2 separate regions of the Columba livia genome follow, and region 1 is linked to region 2. A link is a contact called in public Hi-C data. All regions are on one chromosome and are shown on one strand. The core of a region is the stretch at or near the end of the contact, and the rest is flanking DNA. Distances in the headings are between cores, read along the strand shown. Region 1 holds the start of MYLK2 (myosin light chain kinase 2). Region 2 has its middle 13 kb from the start of NOL4L.

The links. A called contact is a pair of places that touch in the nucleus more often than the background predicts.
Region 1: a Hi-C map of liver shows a contact between it and region 2, with 2.3 times the contacts expected there. The contact joins the promoter of MYLK2 here to the enhancer-like site in region 2. A contact is called at or near these places in 2 of 2 Hi-C or Micro-C datasets (crop and liver).

The regions. Positions count from the first base shown.
Region 1 is chr16:6,086,788-6,094,534 of bColLiv1.pat.W.v2, reverse strand. It overlaps MYLK2 (myosin light chain kinase 2), which reads left to right and starts at 4,732. Exons shown (of 12, transcript XM_065032112.1): 1 at 4,732-4,881; 2 at 5,817-7,326; 3 at 7,434-7,747. The coding sequence starts at 5,873. TPX2 (TPX2 microtubule nucleation factor) reads left to right here. Exons shown (of 17, transcript XM_065032127.1): 17 at 291-686. The coding sequence ends at 401.
Region 2 is chr16:5,881,600-5,888,678 of bColLiv1.pat.W.v2, reverse strand. No RefSeq gene overlaps it. Among named protein-coding and RNA genes, the nearest start is that of NOL4L, 13 kb to the left of the region's middle. Within about 2 kb of position 3,693, at least 2 of the 3 cell types and tissues checked have an H3K27ac peak away from gene starts, as active enhancers do.

The DNA of each region.
Region 1 (7,747 bases), core at 3,483-5,982, 200 kb before region 2:
CCCTGTTGCAAATTGACTCCTTGTTAACTTTACAAGCAACCTAAAAAACAAAGGAAGCCAAAGGCAGCTCTGAGATGGTTGGTTTTCAGAGCCATGCACACACAGTTGTTGGAGCAGGATGATCTTTGTAAAATCCACAACCCTGAAGCATCCCTTGCATGTTCCCACCAGTGTCCTGGGTAGTGTGTGTCTCATGGACAGAGCCCACCCTCATCCCTCCAAGTGCAAGTTTCAGCTTCCTCATAACTGCAACTGTTTGCTTCATCTTGTCTTTTTTTTTTTTTTTACAGGTTCACAAGGCAAACCCAATACGCAAATACCGCAGTGTAGAGGTGAAACACAGTGACAAACCACTGACTAGGCCCAAGTCTCCCAACTTCTCAGATAGGTTTAGGTGCTGATATGCCTCATGTGGTAGGAGGAGGGAGATCCCATTCCTCCACTCTCTTGATAAGCAGAGAGGGAACAGTTTCTATGTGCTTGCTGTCTCAACTCCTACACTTGATTCCATTATTGTTTATTGAGTAGTTTAACTCCACCTGAGGCAGGTGGCTGAGGCACAGCGACTAGGCTGTGCCATACAGTTTCACTTCAGCTCTGGACATCTAGTTCTCAAAAGACTAAACTAGGTTTTTATATTATATATGAATATTGTGTACCAGAACTAAATAAAAATTCTAATCTGATCGCTGCCTCTTGCTAGTGGGCTGAATCCTTTTCCTGCAGAGGAGATTTTGCTGAAGGGCACTTGGTGAATATACAGGGATGTGCACATCTGGAAGAGCTGCTTTGTCTTTGTACAGCTAAGTATCAGTTTCAGGTGTCTGTTTCTTAGGCCTTTAACCTGTGTTAAGCTTGAACTGTGTTAAGTAACGTGGGTTCTGCAAGCCAGCATATTGCAAGTCTGACTTTTCCTGTTGATGTTTAGGCAAGTGCTAATACAAATCTTGCCCACGCTTTAAAGTAGTTCCCTGTGTATATTAGAGCATTAAACCTTCTGCTGTTTTATAGCTGAAGTAATTCTATTTGGGGAACCACTTAACTGGCAAATGACTGGCTGGGAGCTGCCTCCTGGCTCCCGCTGCGCCCTTCTCGTGGCCAAAGCCGTGTCATCTCCCAGCCAGCGCAGCCCGCGGGACTAAATATAGACCAGAGGACACAACTGCCAGCATTGCAAAGAGGTGATCAAATTTAGATTAAAACTTACTACGAATTATTTCTTACCTTAGCGTTGTGATGTGATTTCTTGTCTTGTACAACTGTGCTTAGACCTTTCCTTGGGTTTGTCTTCACAAGAAAACTGACTGCAAAAGACAAGGGGTTGGGGCACAACTACATCTAAACGGTGCTCAGGCACCAGTGCTGCCTGCTGATGTGTCTGCGGTGCTGTTAACCTGCCATGCTCACTCAGGTGATCCTGTGGTGCTGTTTCTTGAGCTGAAAAGGTGCTTGCAAAAAAAAGGTACAGCAGTGACGGGAGCTGTGTTTGAAGCTGTTGGAGAAAAGAATGAGAGCAAGGTCTCTGGCTGAGGCTTGGAAAACACAAAGCTCTTTGGGCTGCCTTGGCTCCTTGTGCCTGTTATGACATGGGGGCTTTGCCTCTGCCCTGGGCATGGGTCTCTCCCCTTCATGTCTCGCTGGGACAGTGTGACTGGGCTGCTCCCTCTGTGCTGCTGCTCTGAACAGGAGAACATGGAAACAATTTGTCCAGGTAGGATTTTGGGGATTATGGCAAACATATGCTTTCATTTCCTCTGAATTTGGATACCATTGGAGAAGAGTTCTTAGAGTGTGTGGCCCTTTATTCAGATTTTCTTTCAAGTGGAGAAGAGAAGGAGTTCAAACCTGTTGGGTGTGGGACTCCAGCTGAGGGCTCTGGTGAGCGTCACTGTTGCTGTCATTGCTAAAGTGCTTCAGCGTTTGCTGGTGTTTTATTCCCAGTCTGAGAGGGATAACAGAGGGAGGAGATCCTCAGAGAGCTAAACACAAAGGGGGACATTGTTGTACCCGAGGATGATGTTTTTGTAGGAATTCTCCTAAAAAGTGCAATGCTTGAGGGATATCAATGCAGAACAGGTGTGCAGGTTTTCCATTTGTCTGTCTCAATGGGATTCCTGTTGTGGTGAACACTTGTGATCTGCTGGATGGGCCATGGCAGGACCTTGAGTGTGCAAAGAAACTTCTGCTGTGGATCCACGCTTGGCACTCCTGGTGTCGCTGTCCTCGAGCTGCTGTGTGCCTCTGGAAGCTCTCCTGGTGCTGTTGGGATCTTTCTACTCTTTGCCCACTACCCTGGCTGGAGCTGCCATGACACAATGGCAGCTCGGTGGGACAGTCCTGGGTGCTGATGGCAGCAGTTGAGCTGCCACATCGGTCAGTCCCCACCAAGACCGGCAGCCCGGCTGGCCTGTGTGACAGCGGCGGGGCCAGGATTCAGGTGGGGATGTTGTTCTTGCCTGCGCTGCTGCTGCTCGATTTAGCTGGGGTGTTGGGTTTCCTGGAGAACGGGCAGGGTCTGGCTGCACATGGAGCCTCCCCAGCCGTGAAAAGCAGAAAGGTTAAAGTGTGCTGAGAGTTGTGACAACCGTGTCGCCAGGGAGCCGGCGTGCCTGAGGCTTTGCCAGAGCCCCGGGACAGGCTGTTTCCCACTGCAGCCAATGCAGACTCTGGCTTCAGTTCCTGAATGGGGAGGAGGAAAAAAAACAACCTGAGAAGCCTTGGTGGTGGTTGGTTTGCTGTGTGCTCTGCAGAGACCCAGGGCACAATGCTGCTTGTTGGGGTGTGGGTTTTATGACTGAGGCATCTACAATCCTGGTGTGCAGCAGCTATTGCCCTTTGACACTAAATCTTTCCCCAAGGGGAAAGTTTTCAGCTTGTTTCTCTTTGCCCACAAGTGAATCTTGTCTTGTAACAGTGCCAAACCATGGGCCACTCATCCTTCTCCTGCAGTTCCTTTAGAGAACCACTCCCATGGCTCTGCAGTGTCTGCTCTGAGCTTTGCTCCCTCACATCGTCCCAAGGCCTGGACACCAACCCTGTCTCTCAGGTGACGTGTGACATTGCCAGTGCCCCCAAAGGGCTGGGGAGCTCCCAGCAGCTGTTCCAGCTCTCCTGGGAGGGTTTTATCCCACCTCCCACTGCACCCACTGGCCCCTGGAGGGGCCACGGCTGCTCCCCTCCCTGGCATGTGTCTGTGCTCCTTCCAGCCGGGGTTGTGGAGGGTGCAGAGCCATGGGCTGGCAGAGCGGTGGCAGCATGTGCCTCAAGTGACATTGGTGGCCTCCAGGTGCCTGGCAGCCCTTGGCTGGAGGAGGGGGGGAGGCAATTCCAAGCTGTACCTTGGTGATGACAGTCGGTCAGCAGAGTCCCCACTGCCCCAAGCACGATGTCTCGCCAGTTATTCCTACCGGCATTTCCTGCAGAGGCCAAGCTGGGGGGACTCGCTCGCCATGGGGGCGGTGGCCACGCTGGGGACAGACAGCGCAGGTGTCATGGTACCCGAGAGCCAGAGATGCTCCAACATCTGCAAATACACAACTGCGTTGGCACTGCTGGGTGGAGCCACGTGCCTGCTCCTGTGCAATCCCTCGTGGTTCTCGTCACATTCCAGGTCCGGATCTCAGGCAGAGGGACACGTGCCAGAACAGGGGCACAGCCATGTCCCCATCCTCGTGTATCTTGCTCTCAATGCCACATGTGAGACACGTGGCATTTTCTCGTGCACAGAAGGTGGTGGCTTGCTGGGAGCTGGGGTTTTACAACACGGAGTGGTGCTGTCCCTGCCTGGAGGGTGTTGGGCTCTGCTCCCAAGGAACCAGCACCAGGATGAGAGGAAATGGCCTCAAGTTGCACCAGGGGAGGTTGGGGTTGGATCTTGGGAACAATTTCTTCCCCAAAGGGCTGGAAGAGCTTCCCAGGGCAGTGGTGGAGTCACCATCCCTGGAGGAGTTGAACAGATACGGAGATGAGGTTCTCAGGGACGTGTGTAGTGCCAGGGGTGGGTTAATGGTTGGACTTTGTGATCTTGAGGTTCTTTTCCAGCCAAAGTGATTTTGTGATTCTATGACACTTTTGCATCCTTCTGGGAGCTGCTGCAAGTGACATGTGTGTTGCTCTTGTGTTGGTGGCCTCAGCTCAGCCTTGCAAGTCCCAGGTGGGAGCAGCTGGGCAGGACTTGAGCTCCATGTGCCCATGGGATGGAGAGCTCGGGAACACAGACCTCAGCTCCTCTGTTTCTTTCCCTGATCCCCCAAATGCCTCATTTTGTTGGAAGCGAGTCTTTTGACTGGTTCTGGAGCAGGCTGCAGCTGCTGCTGTGCCTGGCTGCTGGTGGTTCTGTCTCAGACCCCAGCAGTGGTGCCAAGCTGGGGGTGCCCTCAGTGCCACATTGTGCCCCTGCAGAGCTGCTGTCCCCAGGGACTGGCACCAGTGGGCAGAGCCGGCCAGAGTTCAGCAGCACTGGGGGTTGACACTGGCTGCTCTGGGCCGCCATCCCCATGGGGTGACCAGTGGCCACTCTGTGTCACCTGTGGACGCCTTGGAAGCACTTGGACCCTGCCTGGTTGGCCAGGCCACCCCTATGGGATGTTTTTGAGGTGCTGCTGTGGCCAGTGTCCAGTCATGAGGCAGCTCTGTCCCCTGCCCCGTGTCTGCGTGTCCCTGGTCCGTGGGGACAGAGAAGAGTGGCGTGTCCTTTGAATGGGTTCCAGCAGCAACAGGTGCTGGGAAAGGCGAAGCGGGACGGCTCCCGCTGCTGTAAAGGATCCTCCTCTGCCCACACTAATCCGGCTCCGTTACACCCGGGATAGAAGGGGCTGCTCGCTCGGGTGCTGCCACAGTGCAGATGCTGCTGTCCTGACCGCCTGCTGCGCTGGGACACAGGTGAGGGGGCTGGGGGGTCCCCAGGGCGGTCCACGTTGGGCACGACATGGGGGGGGTCCCGGGGAGGGTGGAGCCCCCAGGCCTACGAGGGACTTGTCTGTCCCTGTGGGGTCCACATGCTGAGCTGTGAGACATGGGACTGCTCAGCTGGGAACCAGCTGCTTGCAGCTCCTGTCTCAGTAAGACTGGCGAGTGACTCCCCTCTTACTGGGATGGTCACTGGTGGGTTTAGTCCAGGGCTGGGCTATCCTGGCCTCTGTGCAAGGGGGGTGTTTTTGGACAAGGTGATGGGAGGTGGCTGAGCAGGGACAAGGACTTGTGGAATGGGCAATGAGCTGGAGGGGACATGGTGGCAGATTGTGCTGGCAGCCTGTGTGGGTACATGGGCAGGAGCAGGTCTCCTTGGTGGGGACTGCTTGAGCAGGAGCTGGGGTCACCACTGGGCAGGGGGACTGGCAACACTGGGACTGGGAGTCCCCATGGCCCCTGAGGTCCCCATGGCTCTCAAGCTGCTGGTGCGATTGGCGGTGGGCAGCGGTGGGGCCATGCGGGGATGCTCACCTCGCCTGATCCCCACCACCAGCCTGGGGCTGGAGCTGCCATCTCCTGTCCCACCGTGGGGGGACTTAGTCTTAAATTGTCGCCCTGGCCGTGCTGGCTGTTTGCACGCCAGCCACCCCATGGCAGTGACAGGTGCCGGCGTCAGGCCATCGATCAGTCACCGTGCAGCAGATAGATACATGGGCACCCCAGCTCAGTACCACCAGCCCTGGGAGCTGCTGCCTGCGTGGTGGGGATGTGATTCCTGGTTTCTGGCTGTATAGCAGCAGCTTGTCCCTCTCCTGCATGTGCAGACTTGCTGCCCATGTCCTGCTGTGCTCCTCTGTGGGGCATTGGGTCTGGGGATCCCTCAGCATCTCTCTTCTCCCCCACAGGAGCCTCGCTGACCCGGGAGCCCCGTGGGGCAGCCACCTTGTGCCCCGGAGTCCCCATGGAGCGGGGCGGTGGGGTGGGCAGCATGCCTGGCACTGGGGGGGCTGGTGGCACAGCCTCCCCTGGAGCAGAAGCCAGCACAACCCAGCCGGTCCCAGAAGCTCTGCAGGCTGCCCAGCCCCAGGCGGGGATGGCAGCGCCCACGGAAGGGACAGTGGCGGCTGCCACTGGGGTGCAGGATAAAGGGAAGGACAAGGCTGGGCAGCAGAAGGCTCCAGCAGGTGCTGTGGTGTGGGATGGGGCACAGCCAGAGCCTGGGGAGGCAAAGCCTGTGGGAGCAGCTGGAGGAGGAAAGGTAGAGTCCGCTGGGGAGATAACCCTGACCGCTCCGGAGCCCGGGGATGGAGGGATGGCAGCGGCAGGCAAGGAGGCTCCAGCTGTGCAGCATGGCAGAGGGATGGCAGCATCTGCCGAGGGGAAGGTGCTGGTGGCCGCTGAGGTTCGAGATGGAGGGAAGGATGAGCCCGGGAAGAAGGGTCCAGCTGTAGGAGAGCCCAAAGGAGGACAGGCAGAGCCTGTGGAGGGGAAGGGCCCAGCTGCAGGAGAGGCTCAGGATGGAGGGAAGGACAAGCCCTCGAAGGATCAGGCCCCTGGTGGGTTAAAGGCTGAGGGTGGTGGGAAAGCGGAGCCTGCGGAGGGGAAGGCTCCGGCTGCAGCACAGGCAGAAGGTGAGAAGGCAAAACCCGGGGAGGTGACGGCCTTGGCTGCACAACAGGCTCAGGATGGAGGCAAAGAAGAGCCTGCAAAGGAGAAAACCACAGCTGCTGAAAAAGGTCAGGATGGAGGGAAGAAAGCTGTAAAGGCAGAGAAAACCCCTGCTGATAAAAAGCCTGCAAAGGAGAAGGCTCCAGCTACTGTAAAGGCTCAGAATGGAGAGAATAAAGTAGCAAAGGCAGAAAAAGCCCCAGCTGCAAAAAAGGCACAAGATGGAGGCAAAGAGGAGCCTGCAAAGGAGAAAGGCCCAGCTCCTGCAAAGGAGAAGGCCCCAGCGGCTGCAAAGGCTCAGGATGGAGAGAAGGCAGCAGCAAAGGCAGAGAAAAGCCCAGCTGCAAAGAAGCCTCAAGATGGAAACAAAATAGAGCCTGCAAAGGAGAAAGCCCCATCTGCTGCAAAGGTGCAGGACGGAGGGAAGAAAACTGCAAAGGTGGAAAAAAAAACAGTTGCATCAAAGGCTGAGAATGAAAGCAAAGAAAAGCCTGCAAAGGAGGAAACTCTGGCTGCTGCAAAGGAGAAGGTCCCGCCTCCTGTAAAGGCCCATGATGGAGAGAAGAAAGCTGAAAATGTGGAGACCCCCATAGCTACAGCGGAGGCCACGGCTCCTGTGAAGGCTCAGGGTGAAGGAGACAAAGTGGCAAAGGTGGCGGGGATGCAGAAGCAGCAGCCGGCAAGGGCCTCTGAGCCACCCCGTCCAGCCTTGCTGCAGAGCCTGAGCTGTCCGGCCACCTGCCAAAGGTACCCTGGGATGGGGTCCCCTCTCCTCCCTGCACCCTGAGGAGCCCGGGGTCCCTCTGGGCTCAGGGGGCTGCTGGGCTCTGCTCATCTCCCACTCCTGTCTGCAGGGAGGAGCCCCCCTCACTGGAGACAGCAGCGCTGGAGCCGATACAGGAGGAGACCCCGGCCGTGGAGCCGAGAGAGGGTCTGGCAGAGCCTGGCCCTGCCCTGCCAGCCCTGGGGGATGTGCAGCCCCTGGAGTCCCCTGGCCCCTCGGGGAGCGCTGATGCCCCCCAGGAGAGGACATTGCCCGGTGCCCCGGGGCAGCCCCCCCATCCTGCCGGGGCCACGGAGCAGCCTGGCCCTGGGGGGGAACCCTCCTCGACAGAGGCAGAGCCGCCCCCCAGCCCCTTCCTCACCCCTGATTTTGGGAAGGAAGATC
Region 2 (7,079 bases), core at 2,444-4,943:
CTCCTGGGCTTGTCCCATTTCCAGCGTGTCTTGGCACCATATGGCGCTTGCTTTATTTGTTCTGCTGTGACTTGGGAAGGAGGGCAGTGTCTCATTGTCTGGCAGAGGAGGTGGGACGCAGGCACAGGAACATGCCCGTGTCCCGCGGGATCGCCGCCTGCGCCAGGCGCTCTGCACCTCGCTGCTCGGTGTCCTCGGCCCTGCGCAGCCCCTTGCTCCGGGGGGGCTTCCCCGGGGAGCCGCTGCCGGGGATTCACCCACGCGCGTGGTCCCGGCGCAGAACCCGCACGGCGTGTGCGGGAGCGTCCCGATGCGGGGCACGACCGACCCGCCACGGGGCTCTGCCTGGTGGGAGGAGAACGTGGCAGCGCCGTGACTGACTCATCAGAGCACAGGCAGCAATTCTGCGACAGCGATGCCGGGCTTGCCCAGCACCAAAAAGTGACAGCACGCTCCACCCACCCGGGCTTGCGGGGAGCAGCAGCCTTGTCCGCATGCCCGCTGTCTCGGGGAGCCGCTATCCCGCGCGCATCTCCGCGTCCTGCTCTACGGCATCCCAAATCTCAGCCCACAGCCTCTCCTGCCGCCCCCGCGCTCCCTCCGGCCCTGCCTTTCCCTTCCCTTCCCTTCCCTTCCCTGTGCTGCTCAGGGCTCAGCTCGCCCCCACCGAGCTGAAGCGATGGGGGGAGGAAGGCTGCCTGGGAGGCTCAGAGGCCCAGCACTGCCAGATTTGCATATTTTTTACTGGCCCCTAAACAAGACATTTCTCAGGGGAAGTGAATGCATCGTCTTCCGTCCCCGAGGATGCTGCGTGCTGGGACAGCGGCTGCCGCTGCTGGAGGGGCCGCGGTGCCGGCCCCCCCGCGGGCTCCCCGCAGGCACGGCCCCGGTCTGCGCACCCGCGGGAAAAGCTTTTTTTCTTGGTGGTTTCAAAATTTACGGGCTTTAATTCTACTGACCTGGGACCAGGTCCCGTCCCTCTTCGCTTGCAGCGGGAGTCCTGGAGGTGCCCAGGCTGCAGCCGCCTGCACAAACCTGCACGTTTTTATTTTTTTCACTAGAATTTCCAGCATGTCCCTCCTCTCGTGTATAATTTAGTCGCATGAAAAGAAGCCGTGCGAGGAAGAGAGAGGATGGGGAAACTTGCAAAGTCAGCCATGGAGAGGGAATCTGTGTCAGAAAGCATTACAAAGGGAGCTGGGGGATTGGCTCCAGTTGCTTCCAGTTGCTGTTTGTTTGTGCCAACCCCTTAGGAGATTGCCCAGCGCAACGCGCCGCTCGCTCTCTCCCTGCGTCCCTCTCTCTCCTTTTATTGCACTGCAGACTCCGGCTGGGACAGCCCATCGCTGTTGCTATGGCTGCACTATGCGGGGAGGGCTCGGACGGAGCATCCCCGCCGGGGAGCGTCTCCCTCCCGGGCTCCCGGGACCGGCGGAGCCCCGCGCCGCCCGGGAACCGCTCCGGCTCCTGTCCGGCAAAAGCTGCAGAGTGGATTTTATACCCGTGAGATTAGCCAGGGCTGCGCAGGCCACTGCCAGCGCCCGCAGCAGCAGCAGCAGCAGCAGGAGGAGGAGGAGGAGAGCAGGGCAGCTCGGGCTGGGCGGCAGCCAGCGGCTCCGGGGAGGGCCGGGAGGGGCGGCGGGCAGGTAGGGCGGGCAGCGCCGGGAGCGGCGGCGGGAGGTGCCCGGGAGGAGTCGGGGGGGCCGGTGCTGCCGCCCGTCCCCGGGGAGCGGGGGGGCCCCGGCGGAGCGCAGCGCAGCTGATCCCGGCCGCGGCTCGCAGCTGATCCGCCGCCCGCCCACCCCGCCAGCTGCCGCAGCGGGGGCAGCTGGGGCCGGCGTGGAGCCGTGGTCCCGTGTGTCCCCGGTCCCGCGTGTCCGCGCCGGCACCGCGCACCGCGGCCCGGCCGAGCGCGGTGGCCCCGGGACGCGGGGCGGGGGGGCCGGGGACGAGCGTGTCCCCGCCGCGGGGAGGGAAGAAGGGGCAGCGTGGCGGGTGTGTGGCCGCGCACGGGCAGGACGGGGACCCTGGAGCTCCGGGCTGGCGGGAAGCGCTCGGTCCGTGCTCGGTGCCGGGGGGGCGGGAGCGAGGGCGGGCGGCACCGGCCGCCTCCTCCCCGCAGCCGGGACCGGGAGCGCCGCAGCGCGGGGCCGGAGCCCAGCGGGGAGCGGCGGGGGGGCGGGACGGGGGCGGCTCCTCCCCGGCGGGGGCGCCGGGGAGGGGGTGAGAGGGGAGCCCTGCTCGGCAGGCAGCTGCCCACAGCTCTGCCAGCTGCACGGTTCCGGGGCCGCTGCTTTGCCAGGCTGTGCCTGTCTGCAAAGGCTCTGCTCGGCTGCGAGCTCTCTGTGGAGCAAGGCTGCACCTCCCGTACCGGCCCTGCTGCAGGAGGGGCTGGGGAGAAGCTCCAGGCTGCAGGGACGGTTCATCTCCTGAGCTGTGACACCAGGAGGGAGGGCGGCAGCAGCAGACCAAGCCCTGTCCCATGGAGACTCTGTACACCCCAGCTCTTGCCGTGGGAGTCATCCACACCGCACACCCACGGCTGCCGGGCTATGACATGCCCTGCTGGGGCTGCTGAACTGTGGCACTTGCCCTGCCATGGGGACCCTGTGCCCACCGAGTCCTCCTCTGCGTCTGCACCCAGGGATACGTGGGTAATGGGTCTGCCAGGGCCAGCAGCTGGGCCGGGGGCAGCGTGCAGCTCCTGCACGCCCCAGGGCTCAGCTCACCCGCTGCGCTGGATGGGGTCAAGGCAACACTGGGACCATCACTTGCACTGGGCCCCGGCAGCCCCGCCGTGCCAGAGCGAATGTCACGGCCTCAGCGGTGCCACTGGGCCCCAGTGCTCCCGGCTGCCTGGCAGCACCCGCTGTGCAGGCACAGGGCCTCCCGCACTCCTGATTACCATCTTGTTTGGAGCGGCTGCAGCGGCTGTAATTTGATGCTCTCAAAGTTGGTGTTTACAAGGGACAAGGCAGCCATCAGAGGGCTCTTCTTGTTCTCTCCTCTCTCTGCGGCGTGGGGCTGCTCCATGTGCCAAGCAGTGCCCGGGTTACACTGAGCATCTTTCAGAAACACCTTATGGGATCAGCATCTCTGGAGCTGCCACGCTGCCTGGGCAGTGGGGTTGGGGACTCCACACCAGGGTGTTTGGTGGGGCAGTGGGTGCAGACCCTCCAGCACAGTCGGCTGCTTGGGGCCAGCCCGCTCTCAGTGCCTGCAGCAGCCATGTGCAGTCGGGCAGGAGGTGCAGGGAGGCAGCGAACTGGCAGCCCCAGGGGACTCATCAGCTCCCTGTTGACAAATCCTGTCACTCGCGAGCAAGCGGAGCGGGACGGAGCTCGGCACAAGGCTTCCCAGCGCCGCTCTGGCCCCATGACCACCGTGTCCTTGCTGGGACGCACCAGCGTAGAGGTTGCTGCTTGGACCCCACAAGGTCCTCATCTCCCCAGGCGGTGGGTGGGCTCTGAACTGCCCCCCACCAGAGCCCCAGCACCCCCAGGCTGCCCACAGCCCCACCCCACAGGGCTCATCTACAGAGCTGGAGAAGGTGCCACTGGCATCTGTGCCTTCATGTTTTCACCAGGGCTGAAAAGCACACCAGTCACCACGCTCAAACCCCGGTTCCTGTGCGGGTGCCCCAGTGAGGTCTGGGGACTTTGGCACCGCTCCTGCAGCTCAGCGTGACATGGGCTGTGCCTGCCGAACAGATGGCAGCAGCGCAGCCAGCGCTGCCGCAGCCGGTTTGGTGGCAGGGGGTACCTGCTGCCCTCTGGCCGGGCTGTCACGCCGGGAGCGGGGAGCTGTGCCCCAGCCCTCCCGAGGGGCCCTGGGGAGGGTTGTTTGCAGAATGGCAGCTACAAGGGCAGACTCTGCTCCAGGCAGCTCTGGGGTAGCAGCGCAGGGATCAGCAGCAATAAAAGCTCTGTGAGCCCTTTGTGCTGTGCCGTGTTTAGGCAATGCTGTCTATCACAGGGCAGCAGATCCTCCATTTGGTGTGGTTGGGTTTTTTTTGTGTGCCCCTGGCTCATGGGAGCCCTGCTGGGAGGGAAGTGATAGACAAAAGCCAAACCAGCTGCAGGAGGGAGAAACATTTCTGGGTGAGCCCTTGGGTGGGAGGGATTGGGAACTCCTGGAAGCTGGGCTGGGGCAGGCTGGAAAGCAGGCTGGAAACCGGGCACCTCATGGCAGGAACCTCCTTGGGAGGGGATGCGGCTGGAGCTGGAGGCAGAGCAGGAGCACACAGCAGGCAGGGAGGCCATGGTGAGTGAGCCGCAGTTATTCACAGCACTGTTATTACAGCCACCCGTTTCTGACACCCTCGGTGAGGTGGGAGCAGGATGTGCTCCAAGAAAATGTGATTGCTGGGTCCTGCCACTTGGCCTGGTGCTCACTGTGCGGTGCAGATGGAGCTGGCAGCACCTCGGCCATGCTGCCTGGAGGGTGATGAGGTGGCAGAGGGGAAGGCAGGACTCGTCCTCTGCGGGAGGGGCTGGGCAGGGGGACAGAGCTGACGCCAGGAGGGATGGTGATGGGGAGAGGAGCGGCAGCCCCTGGGCTGGCTGCAGTCTCTGACCTCCCTGCTGCAGCCCTGCCCCAGCCAGGAGGGCTTTTTCCTCCTTCCCCGGGGTGCAAGGAGCAACGGGCTTGTCACCTGCAAGGGACAGACATGCCACACACAAGCTGCTCCTGTTGGTGCTGCTGTGCTTGGATCCATGCGTCCAGCAACCCTCCAAGTCCTGTGCGGTGTCTGGGCTTGGCCTGGCTTTTCCCTCTGATCTTTCTGCTTCTGGCTGTAAGGTTGGTTTCTAGGCAGAGCCTTAAAAATGACATGCATACAAGTACTAAAAAAAGCATAATTTTATTCAATAACTGCATTGTGTGCTCAGAATTCACTTATATGTGAGATGGATCAAGTAGAAAAGCTGGTGAGAAGGCGTGTGCTCCCCCTCTCTGTAACCTGCTCCATCAGCTCTGCCCGCAGCTGGGGTGGGGGCGGCTCTGGCTCCAGCCCTGTGGCCTCATGTCCCTTGTGTCCCTCCCAGGCAGCAGGACCTCGGCTGCGCCAGCCTGTGGGGCTGTGCCTGACCCCAGGTGTCCCTGGCTCTGCACTGAGGATGGCGGTGAAGGGTCCAGCATCCGCAGGCATCCAGCCACCCCCTCGTCCCGTGTTCTGTCCTTGCTACACCCTCAGCTCCAGCCTTGCAGGGGCCACTTGCAGACGGGGCCCTGGGCACCCCTCAGTGTCCCACACACCCCACTTTTGTGTGTGTGTATGTATGTATATGTATATATATATATATATATGTATATTTACAGCCAGTTCCTCAGTAGTGGAAACTAAAAATACCCACCTGGCTGGGTAACCAGCTGCTGTGAGGTGGCCTCCAGCAAGGCTATGTTTCTCCCTATTATTGTTTTTAACCTGCTCTTAGCAAAGCCAACCCAAATGATGAGCCACCCCGATGTGGCACATCGTGGGGTGCTTGGGGTGGGACAGGACCCGCTCAGGCACCATCTCCAGGCGATAGCATGAAATAAGGACAGTTGGTTTTCATTTTTATTGCATTTTGAATAAATGTGGACCGCGAATAGGGGGTGTGCTGCCGTGACACGGCTCCAGCCCCCAGCCCAGGGGCTGCGCTGGGGGCGGTGGGGCAGGACCGGGTGCTCCCGGGGCCCAGGCTGGGAAAGCACTTGTGGGGGCTGTGGGGGAGATGGTGCTGTTGTCTGCCGGGGGGAGGGATTGGGGGACGGGGGGCGGACTGGGGAGGGGTGGAGGGAGAAGGATGCTCGGAGGGAAGGGGGCGGCCGGTGGAGGGGGGGCAGGGATGCCCGGGGGATGCAGGGAGGGATCGGAGGGCGGGAAGGGGAGGGGAGGGATGCGGGAGCGATGCCCGGAGGATGGAGGGCGCAGGGCGGGGAGCCCGGGGGGTGGGAACGGGATGGGGGCGGGGGTGCTGCGGAGCTGCGCGGTGCTCTGGCGCCCTCTGCTGGTCCGCGCTGCGCACCGCGGCGGGGGTGCGGGGGCAGCGCCCGGTCACCGCGCTGCCGTGAGTTTGCGGGGGCTCAGCAGCGATGTGAGGCGTAGAGGAAAATGAGGGTCCTGCCGGGGGACCTCCGCCCCCAAACCCTGCCCCGCGGGGCTCCGGAGCCGGAAAGATGGAGCTGCCCCAGCTGGTGGTGCCCGGGGAGCGCTGTCTGCACCCCCCACCCGCAGTAGGGACAGCCCCGAGCCCCAGGGACAGTGGCTCTCGCCAGCCCCGGGATGCTGTGGAGCAGGAGCCCATCAAGGAAAGGGCCGTTGACCTTGCTTGCAGGCCCCACACTGTCACGGAGACACAGGCAGTGCTGTGGTGCCTGCGGGGAGCAGAGCTTGCAGCCGCCTCAGCCAAGCAGCCTCCTGCATGCAGGGTCCCGCTGGTTGTTCACCATCCCATCCCGCTGCGAAACAAAGCTCGGGGAAGGACTTTGGCTCAGCTGCTGATGGGGTCATGCACAGCCCTTCCTTGGGCTGCAGCCCCGAAACCCGACCTGAGAGCACCATGTGCAGGGGTTGGTGCCGCCTCAGGCTCAGCGCTGCTGTTGGGGATGGGGACAATGCTCGGGGCGGGGGGATGCTGAGGCACAGGACCCAGCATGGGGATGGCACAGGGGCTCCTTCGCCTGGTGTTTCACAGCAGCTGATCGCTATTGGGACTTATTAAGAGCACGCACTCAAACAAAGATATTCCCCAGTTCTGCGAGGTGCATCAGCAGCACAAGGGTTAACCCTGCTTTCCCTCTTGTGCCATGGCGAACTCGGTGGTGTGGTCGGGGATAACCTCGTTAGCGGCTGTGCTGCCGCAGCGATGCCCCTGGGACAGAGCAGCCCTATAAAATGGAGCTGTGTGGAAATGGGAGCTGAGCCGTCTCAACTGGCAGGATGATCCCACTGCCACGCGGGAGCCTGCGGCCCCTCGGGGGGTCACAGAGGGGAGCAGCAGGACCAGGCTGTGGGGACAGGGTGGGTTCGTCACAGCAGTCTCAGGTGCCACTACCCAAGCTGTGCCCGGAAGGGAAGCAGTTGCAATAGGGTG